2 separate regions of the Mus musculus genome follow, and region 2 is linked to region 1. The links are chromatin contacts, called in public Hi-C maps. All regions are on one chromosome and are shown on one strand. The core of a region is the stretch at or near the end of the contact, and the rest is flanking DNA. Distances in the headings are between cores, read along the strand shown. Region 1 overlaps Aopep (aminopeptidase O). Region 2 overlaps Fancc (Fanconi anemia, complementation group C).

The links. Hi-C and Micro-C count contacts between places; a contact is called where the count stands out from the background.
Region 2: a contact with region 1 is called in a Hi-C map of bone marrow-derived macrophages, with 25 read pairs. The contact joins two enhancer-like sites. A contact is called at or near these places in 7 of 39 promoter capture datasets (the C10 cell line, the HPC-7 cell line, cranial neural crest and 4 more), 1 of 15 datasets of contacts at CTCF or cohesin (the NIH/3T3 cell line), 1 of 484 Hi-C or Micro-C datasets (bone marrow-derived macrophages), 3 of 115 datasets of contacts at active chromatin or transcription factors (embryonic basal ganglia, embryonic stem cells and oligodendrocyte precursor cells) and 3 of 9 other capture datasets (adipose tissue, liver and pancreatic islet).

What each region holds. Positions count from the first base shown.
Region 1 is chr13:63,005,132-63,009,996 of GRCm38.p6, forward strand. The region is part of intron 1 of Aopep (aminopeptidase O); the gene reads left to right. Among named protein-coding and RNA genes, the nearest start is that of Aopep, 43 kb to the left of the region's middle. Within about 2 kb of position 2,505, at least 5 of the 459 cell types and tissues checked have an H3K27ac peak or open chromatin away from gene starts, as enhancers often do. A contact at or near this core is called in bone marrow-derived macrophages, where this site is marked.
Region 2 is chr13:63,322,479-63,327,477 of GRCm38.p6, forward strand. It overlaps Fancc (Fanconi anemia, complementation group C), which reads right to left. Exons shown (of 15, transcript NM_007985.3): 11 at 3,073-3,148; 12 at 930-1,011. It also overlaps a transcript of Aopep not described here. Among named protein-coding and RNA genes, the nearest start is that of Mir3074-1, 24 kb to the left of the region's middle. Within about 2 kb of position 2,848, at least 146 of the 459 cell types and tissues checked have an H3K27ac peak or open chromatin away from gene starts, as enhancers often do. A contact at or near this core is called in bone marrow-derived macrophages, where this site is marked.

The DNA of each region.
Region 1 (4,865 bases), core at 1,255-3,754:
CTTCAAGTTCTGTGAAGAATTGTGTTAGAATTGTGTTGGAAATTGCACTGAATCTGTAGATCACTTTTGGTAAGATGGCCATTTTTACTATGCGAATTCTACTGACCCATGAACATGGGAGATCTTTTTCATTTTCTGATATCTTCAATTTCTTTCTTCAGTGTCTTAAAGTTTTTAATCATACAGATCATTCACTTGCTTAGTTACAGTTACTGCAACATACTTTATATTATTGGACCTATGGTAAAGGGTAACCGTGGTTTCTTTCACAGTTGTTTTGTCATTTGTATATAGGAAGGATACCAATTTTTGTGAGTTGATTTTGTCCAGCTACTTGGCTGAAAATATTTATCAACTATAGGAGTTCCCTGTTAGGTTTTTTTTTTTTTTTAAGTCACCTATGTATACTATCATATCATCTGCAAATAAAGATACTTTGATTTCTTCCTTTCCAATTCATATCCCCTTGATTTCCTTCCATTGTCTTATTGCTCTAGCTAGAATTTCAAGTACTGTATTGAATAGGTATGGAGAAAGTGGACAGCCTTGTCTTGCTCCTGATTCAAGTGGAATTCACTTGAGTTTCTCTTCATTTAAGTCGATGTTGGCTTTGGGCTTGCTGTAAACTGCCTTTATCATGTCGAGGGCATGTCCGTTGTGTCCCTAATCTCTCTAAGAATTTCATCATGAAGGAAGGTTGGATTTTGTCAAAGGCCTTTTCTGCATCTAATGAGATGATCACTTGGTTCTTGCCTTTTGTTTGTTTATATGGTGGATTTCATTTATTGAGTTGCTTATGTTGAACCATCCCTACATTTCTGAGAAGATATGTCCTTGAATTCTGTTTGCAAGTATTTTATTGAGAATTTTGCATCTACATTCATAAAAATCATCTATAATTCTCTTTCTTTGTTGGGTAACTTTATATAGTTTGGGTGATAGGGTAACTGTGGCCTCATAAAATGAACTGGGCAATATTTCTTCTGTTTCAATTTTGTAGAATAATTTGAGGAGTACTAGTATTAACCTGTATTTGAAATTCTGGTAGAATTCTGTACTAAAACCATCTGGCCCTGGAATTTTGTTGTTTGGGGGGTCTTTTAATGACTGCTTCTATTTCACTAGGGGTTATAGGTCTGTTTAAATTGCTTATCTGATCTTGCTTTAACTTTGGTAAGTGGTACCTATTGAGAAAAAAAAATATATATATATATTTAGATTTTTCAATTTGGTGGAGCATGGGTTTTTAAACTATTATTCTCTGAATTTCTTCAGTGTCTGTTATGTTCCCCCCTTTCATTTCTAATTTTGTTCATTTGGTTTTTAGTTAATTTCTCTGTTTCACTGTGTATGTGTGTGTGTTGTTTTGTTTCTATGTTATTGATTTCAGCCCTGAGTTTGGTTATTTCTTATAATCACCTCCTTTGTTACTGTGATTTCTTCTTTTTGTTCTAGAGCTTGCAGGTGTGCTATTTTGATAGTATGAGATTTCTCCATGATTTGGGTTTTTTTTTAATGTAGTTACTTAGACCTATGAACTTGTCTCTTAAAACTGCGCTTTCATTGTGTCCTGTAAGTTTAGTGTGTTATGTATATTTTCATTCAATTCTAGAAAGTCTAGTTTCTTTCTCAATTTCTGTATTCTCCAATCTTTCATTCCATAGTGAATTGTTCAGTTTTCATGAGTTTGTAATCTTTCTGTTGTTTCTGTTAACAACCAGCTTTGATTTGTGATGATCAGATAAGATGAAGGGTTTTATTTCAGTTTTCTTGTATCTGTTGAGACTTTGTGTTTGTGTCTGTGGTCAATTTTGGAGAAAGTTCTGTGAGGTACAGAGGAGAAGGTCTATTCTTTTATGGTTGGGTAAAATGTTCTATAAATATCTGTTAATTCCCATTAGTTTATGACATCAGTTAGCTCTAGCATTTCTCTAGTCTAGATAATTTGTCTTTTGTAAGAGTGTGGTTTTGAAGTATCCCACTATCAGTGTGTGAGGGCCAATGTGTGATTTAAACTGTCATAGTGTTTTGTTTAAGAACATTGTGCCCTTTTGTTTAGTGCACATTTGTTAAGGATTGCAATGCTGAGCTGGGAAGTGGCCCGTGCCTTTAATCCCAGCACCTGGGAGGCAGAGGCAGGTGTATCTCTTATGTTTGAGGACAGCCTGGTCTACATTTTGAGTTCCAGGACACCTAGGGTTACAAAGAGAGACCCTATGTTTAAAAAAATAAAAAACAAAAAATAAACATTGCAATGTTCTCTTGGTGGAATATTTTTCTTTAAGTATGTAGTGCCCTTCTTTGTCTCTTCAGCTTAGTTTTGGTTTGAGGTCTATTTTGTCAGATATTAAAATGGGTACACCAGCTTGCTTCTCATAATCATTTGCTTAGAGCTTGCTGACAGGAGCCTGATATAGCTGTCTCTTGAGAGGCTCTGCCAGTGCCTGACAAATACAGAAGTGGATGCTTACAGCCATCCATTGGATGGAACATAGGGTTCCCAATGAAAGAGCTAGAGGAAGTACCCAAGGAGCTGAAGAGGAAGTACCCAAGGAGCCGAAGGAGTTTGCAGCCCCATAGGAGGAACAACAATATGAACTAACCAATATCTCCAGAGCTCCCTGGGACTAAACCACCAACCAAAGAAAACACATGGGCCTCATGGCTCCAGCTGCTTATGTAGCAGAGGATAGCCTAGTCGATCTTCAATAGGAGGAGAAGCCCTTGGTCGTGTGAAGATTCTATGACCCAGTATAGGGGAATGCCAGGACCAGGAAGCAGGACTGGGTGGGTTGGGGAACAGGGAGAGGGGGAAAGGAATAGGGGGTTTGGGGAGGGGAAACTAGGGAAGGGGATAACATTTGAAATGTAAATAAAGAAAATATCTAATAAAAATATATTAAAAAGAAAAGACTATATTTTTCTATGCTTTCACCCTGAAGTGATTACTATTCTTGATGTTAAAGTGTGTTTTTTTGGATGGAGCAGAAGGATGAATCTTGTTATTGTGTCCATTCTGTTATATTGTGTATTTTTATGGGGAAATTGAGACCATTGATAATGACAGATATCAATGAGCAGTATTTGTTGATTCCTGTTATTTTGTTGTTGTCACTGTGGTGGGGATGGTGGTGGGGATGGTAGTGTGTGTGTGTGTGTGTGTGTGTGTGTGTGTGTGTACATAACACATCCCATGTGTGGAGATGAGAGGACAAGTTCCAGGAGTGAGTTTTCGCTTTTCACCTTGTTAAGGCAGGGTATATCTGTATTTTACAGTATATTTCCAGTTTATATGATCCTTGAGCTTCAGGATGATTTGTTTATTTGTTTCCACTCCTTATCTCATTTCAGAAATTCTGGGATTACAAATGTGCCTATTGCATCCAACTTTTTACAAGATTCTTGGAGTTAAACTTAGGTCATTAAGATTAATTTACCTATGTTGATTTGTTAGTCTGGGATTATTTATTCCCTGTGTTTTCTTGGGCTGGTTAACCTTTTTAGGTTGGAGTTTTCCTCCTAGTGTCTTCTGTAGAGCTAGATTTGTAAATAAGCATTCCTTAAATTTAGTTTGGTCATGGAATCTCTTGTTTTCTTCATCCATTGTGATTGACTGTGTTGCTGAGTGGTGTAGTGGTTTGGGTAACATCCATGGTCTCTTAGAGTCTGTAGAACATCTGTCCAGAGCCTTCTGGCTTTTAGAGTCTCCACTGAGAAGTCAGGTATTATTCTAATGTCTGTCCTTAAGTTACTTGACCTTTTTCTCTTGTCTTGTGTCTCTCTCATGCTTCTACCTTGATAGGCCTCTCCTTTTTTAGGTTAGGGAATTTTTTTTCTATGATTTTGTTAAAAATATTTACTTTTGACCTGGGTTTCTTTTCCTTCCTCATTCCTATTAGTCTTAAATTTTGTCTTCTTTTAGTGGCCCAGATTTCCTGGATGTTTTGTAACTGGAGTTTTTTTAGATTTAACATTTTCTTTGACCAAGGTATTCATTTCTTCTCTTGTATCTTCAATGCTTGAGAGTCTCTCTTCCATCTCCTGTATTCTGTTGGTGAGGTTCCTGTTTAAGCTCTTAAATTTTGCTTTTCCAGATTTCTCTCAGTTTGGGTTTTCTATATTGACTCTATTTCCACTTTCTCTTTCTCCCCTCCCTCCCTCCCTCCCTCCCTCCCTTCCTCCCTCCCTCCCTCCTTCCCTTTCTTTCTTTCTTTCTTTCTTTCTTTCTTTCTTTCTTTCTTTCTTTCTTTCTCTCATCTCTTTCTTTTTTACCTTATTGGATATTTTCTTTATTTTATTTCCACTTTCATATCTTGAACTGTTTTGTTTGTCTCCTTTTACTGTTTGTGTTTTCATGGGTTTCTTTAATTTTTTTTTCTTTACTTGTTCTCTAAGGACCTCTTCTTATTCATAAAGGCTGTTTTAAGGTCTTTTCTTGGGTTTCAGCTATGTTGCCATAGTCAGGATCTTCTGTGGGAGAGTTGCTGGGCTCTAGTGGAACTATGTTGTCCTGGCTATTACTGATTGTGCTTTTATGCTGGTGTGTTTGCATCTGGGTTTGGAGGGATTATAGGTCTAGGTGCTGATGTCTGGTCTTGTCTTTGTTGGATGGATATTTCGTTCCTCGTTTTCTGTGGCCATCTCTGGTTCTTAGAAAGATGTGGTAGCTATGTGTTTCCTGGCAGGAAATTCTTCTGGAATCCTGATAGGTGTTACCACTGAGGCTTCTAATTAGGAGAGGGAGGTTAGAAGTGGAAGATCTGTGTGGTCCACAGGAGATGGGGGTGGGAGATGGTAGGCCCCAGCAGGTGATCTGCTGCAGAACTAGGGATAAATTTTTAGGGATTGGATTTGGAGGAGTCAGG
Region 2 (4,999 bases), core at 1,598-4,097, 320 kb after region 1:
CCACGGACAACACAGACCCTGACATTCATCCACCCCACTTGAACACTAGCTTTTTGTCTGAGCTGTTTTAAGAATTCAACTGGGAGGAATGTTTGATGGCTCAAGCACTCAATCACATATGCTGTGGGCAGTATTAGTAGACGAGAGAATCTCAAAGGAAAGATGGACAAGAGGGTCTTGGGCCAACAAAGAACGAGCTGCCCTTTATCCTCTCAACGTGGGCAAGCTGGGAGGCTAGAGAGGTGACGATGGCAGCACGTGGCCTGCACAGGAATGCTTTTGCAGGGCACTACCTAGAGGCCTACGCCATGCTGCAGCGCCATTTACTCTAGGACAGGCCAGATAGCTTTGGAGACACCGTTTTTTACTCATTTTTAATTTATCTGTGTGCCTATTTGTATGTTCTTGGGCATGTAAGTGGCCACAAAGGCCAGAAAAGGGTATCAGAACCTCTGGAACTGCAGTTACAGGGGGTTGTGTGCCACCTAATGTAAGTGCAAGGAACCGACCGTGAGTCCCCTCTAAGAACAGCAAAGTGCTCTGAATCACTGAGCCATCTCTTTAGCCTCTGGAGAGAAATCGAAAGGGAAAACAATGAAACATCCCTCCCACTGACCAGGAGCTGAGCAGCTCAGTCTCTTCCTAGAAAAGCTCCATTCTGGAGGTCTCTCTCCTTTACAAGTGTCAAACTCTTAAGTGTAGCCCTTATTAGAACTGACTCTGTGCAGACACACTTGCAGTGCTGGCTCCTCACTGGACCCATAGCAACACTGCTGCACTGCACCTCCTCCATTTCTCACCTAGCCCAGTGAGGAGGATATGTACTTGTTGGTGTGGGAGGGACCAGCAATGCCTTCAGCTGCCAACCTGCTCGAAGGAAGGTCGGGAGGCCACCTGTGGAAGGCCAGGGGTGGTCAGGCTTTGCTTACCCACGAGTACAGTCTTCAACTGCTTCTCTGAGGAGTTGGGAAATGTGCAGCAGAGGCTGGAGCCGGTGTCCCTGTGGGATTGCTGTGGGTGGAGAGAAGTCAGAAAGGGAACTGAAGGAAAGCCAAACCCATGGGGAGACTCTTAAAGCTTAGACTGGAAGCATTGTGCTGAAAGAAATGCCCCCACCCCCGCCATTCACAGAACCCATGTCATAGTTCTCTCTGCCAGGATCTGTCTCTGAGTCAAACTTCAAAGTTTCTTTTGTTGTCTTGTTTGTTTCAGACAGTGTCTTACTATTATAGTCCAAGCTGCCCTTAACTCACTATGTAGCCTAGACTGACCTTGAACTTTCTATTTGTCTGTCTTCCAGTAACCAGGACTGCCACCCTGCACCACAGCCCTGCACCACCATGCCTGGTTCCAAATAGCTTTAACGGGGGTGTATGCAGGTCAATGAAAGACTCCTTCCACCGTTACCCCAGGACTTGGACCGCCTTGCTACAAGATGTCCTGTGTTTTTCTTTTTACCACATTTTGGCTCCATCTCAAGTTTGTGACATCAAAATACAGAGGGACCACACTCAACTACTTTTCTGCGCTGTGATCAGACTGGTGTTTCAGGTTTACAGTACAGGCCAGGGGGAAAGCACATAGAACCATGCAAGCAAAAGTTGTTGATAAGGTGTGTCTGATTTCACACCTGCTTTTAAACATCTGACCTGCATGTATCTGTAGTTATAATCGATCACATGACAACACCTGAGGTGGAGAGGTCACCACTGTTCCTCCACAATGTAGACCTGGGGCACACAGCAGCCCCTCCCTCAGACTGACTTAACTTCTGAAGGCAAATAGCATTTCCTCTGAATTTTCGTTTCCTGAAGCCCCTTAAGGTCACAGCTTAGCAGTAATTTTTTAATGCTTCCAAGACCTCATCGTGGACATGAAGTACAGTTCTGATGAGCACTAAAATATCCAACTTTCCCCCAAAGCAGCAGGTATGCAAACTGTTCTCCAGATCAACACAGTGCTTCTTTGTTTTTGCTTAAAAGCGAGTGTTGACTTTGGGGGATGGGAAGGCAGGCAGCCTAAATTCACAATGTTGGCCAAGACTGACCTGGGTTTCCGGAACCTAGTCTCCAGTGTGTTTTGAGGTCCCCAGACTGCTTCCCAACAAGCCTGGCCTCAGACTTATATATAATGGGCCCAAGACAGTTGAAGTCTTTACTTTCCTGTTATACCAATAAAGTTTTCCTACTGTGTCCCCACTGAATGAAAAGAAGAAATAAAAAGAGGACATGACTACTCCTAGGCACAGTAGAGGAGAAGGGTTAAAAACCATCATGCAGAGATCCCACGAAGGCCACTGTGCTCCCTGGACCCCAGCTCTCTCTGAGAGGGCTTTGTGGTGTAAGACATATTGACAAAAACCTACATCTTATAGGCAAAGGAAAGGAAAGGACTTTGTAAAATACTTTGGAATTCTGGATAGTCTACTTACCTAAAACAGATCTTTCTCAAGTATAGGGAAAGAAGCCACAGTGGCCACAGCACAGAAACATGAGCCCTCCTCTATCCCCCTCTTCCTGTCACAGGCCATGTCTACAGACTGTCTCACCAGAGGGAAAAGGCTCCTTTATGCTGCAGAGCTGAGTCATTCCCTCCACAGGAGCTCACAGACAGTCAGAGATCAACACCAGTGATTACAGACATGGCCTTGGGAAGTAGACTGGCAGATGAAGCAAAAAAGACTAGGCTCTAACAATAGTTTACCAAATCTTTCAAAATCTTTTCCTTTGAGGGGAAAAAAAAAAATCTTCCCTAAATTGCAAGGCCTCATCCTTCACGTAATCCTGTCTTCTGTCCAAGGCTGCATGGAGCAAAGGAGGAAAAACAAACAAGGGCACTGTTGTGTTCTGGCTTAGCCTGTCCCTGGCAGCCTTGGCAAAGCTGTTATCAGAGGCGGCCTTCGTTTTCCTCATTCCTAGGAAGCGAAACATGTTCTCATGTAAACCTACACACAGACTGGACTCCCGAGAGCTTGAGTGGACAAGCGCATTGTGTGTCCAGGAGGAAGAGAAGGTTAGCATGCTGCTCCTCTCTACCAGTCACTACAACAGAGGCAGAGGTACCTCCGCTCACCTTCAGGGTGCTGGGACAGCGCTGCAGCAAGACATGGAGCACCGTAAGGAAAGTAGGTCCTGAGGGCAAACGTCAGCTGCAAGAGTTAAAGAGGAAATGGCATGAATGCTGGGGCTGAGAGGAAGTGAGGATGCTGCCTGCCTCAGCCTGTGACCCACTGTACCAATACATCCTCAAACATGTTTATAAGCATGCTTCCAGTTATCTCATAAATAGCCAAAACAAAAAACAAAAACAAAACAAAACAAACAAAACTCAAAAACATCTTTAAGAGCCATTTTCTGAACTGAGGGAAATGATATGATCTTCCTGCCATTTTAACTGAGGTTTCTCCTCACAGAAGCCCAGCCACAAACATTATCTTCTACTTCAGAGAGGGCTTAGACCCTTGGACTCAGGATCTCAGTGTGTCGTTCATGACAATGAAAGCCTCTAGCAAGCAGCTCTTACGGTGAGAACATGAGGCTGGACTGACTTACCAGCATTCCCCCATGGCACAGAGGGTTTGTTGTTGTTGTTGTTTTTAAATAAAATAAAAACAAGACCAGGTAAGGTCCACAGCATCTGAGGTACAAATGCCATATGTACACAGCTTGATAATCTCGAGTGAGTACATGAATCCACCTGACCAGTACTGCATCATGACGGAGAACACTGCTATCACCCCAGGGGACTTCCCTGTCACTCAGAGTCAACCTCTGAACCCTAGCCTGGCAATCAATATTTTTATTTCAACAGGAGAGATCAATAATTATATCACTTATTCCCAAAGTTCTTAGAGATACACAGGATGTGCACAGTTCTGTCCCTGGTCTTTGTGGTCTCAGGACTCCTGCTCAGAATGCAGGACACACTAGGGTTTGCTTATATACCACTATATATGAGTGCTGCCTGTTGTACGTTACTAGAATTAAAGCTGCTACTGACATTCATGTCTGCCTTTGTAGACAGGGCTTACTATTTTCTAGAGTAAGTAAAATGGAAAAGGTGACTGAGATAACTTTTCAGGGCCACCAGAGTTCCATTCTCACCACCACAGGGTGAGAATTACCTGCTAATACTGGGTATTCTGGAACTCACTGACTTTAGTTGATCTGGTTGGTATGAAACATTATTTCACACATGCTTGCTTCTAATCTCTCTGTGTGGCAGGTGATGCTGAGCTCCGTTCATGTGCTCAGCGCTAGTTAGAATAACTTTCCAAAGTGTGTGTCCATTAAGCACCGGCTGATGTTGTCTATGAAGCTATGAGACATAGTCTTCTAGCTTCATATGAATACTGCTTTCCCTCCAAGCCACTGGACAACCTGTTCATCTTCAAAGGCATTTATCACCAAACAGACACTACATTTTAAGGAAGTTCAATTTATCCATTTTTTAAAATATGGTCAATATTTTTTTATTGTTTGTTTATTGCATTGTTTCTAGAAAAGCTTTGATTATCCAATGCTTAAAAAAAAAGAAAAGCCAAGTGGTGGCGGCATACACCATCGATCCCAGTACTCAGGTGGCTGAGGCACATGGATCTCTGTGAGTTTGAGGCCTGCCTGCTCTACAGAGTGACTTCCAGGATAGTCAAGGCTACATAGAGAAATCCTGTCTCAAAAACCAAAAGGAAAAAAGAAAAAGGATATAAGGATACATCTTCTCCTAAGGGCTTTATAGCTTTGACCTTTCTATTGAAGCCTACAGTCCATCTCAAAGCACTTGTGTGCTTTCTGAAGCAGTCCATAACCACCCCTCGCCCCACCTACCCCAGTAAGTTGTTTTACACACTCCCTTACTATGCTGCTCAAAGTTCTTGTACATGGGTCTGTATCTGGACTCTGTTCCAAGTGTCCTGCCAATCTCTCACTGACTTAATTACTCTTAATGTGAGTCCTCTGGTTGCTTTCTGACTTTTGCAGGTCCTTTTTATGTCCAGCTA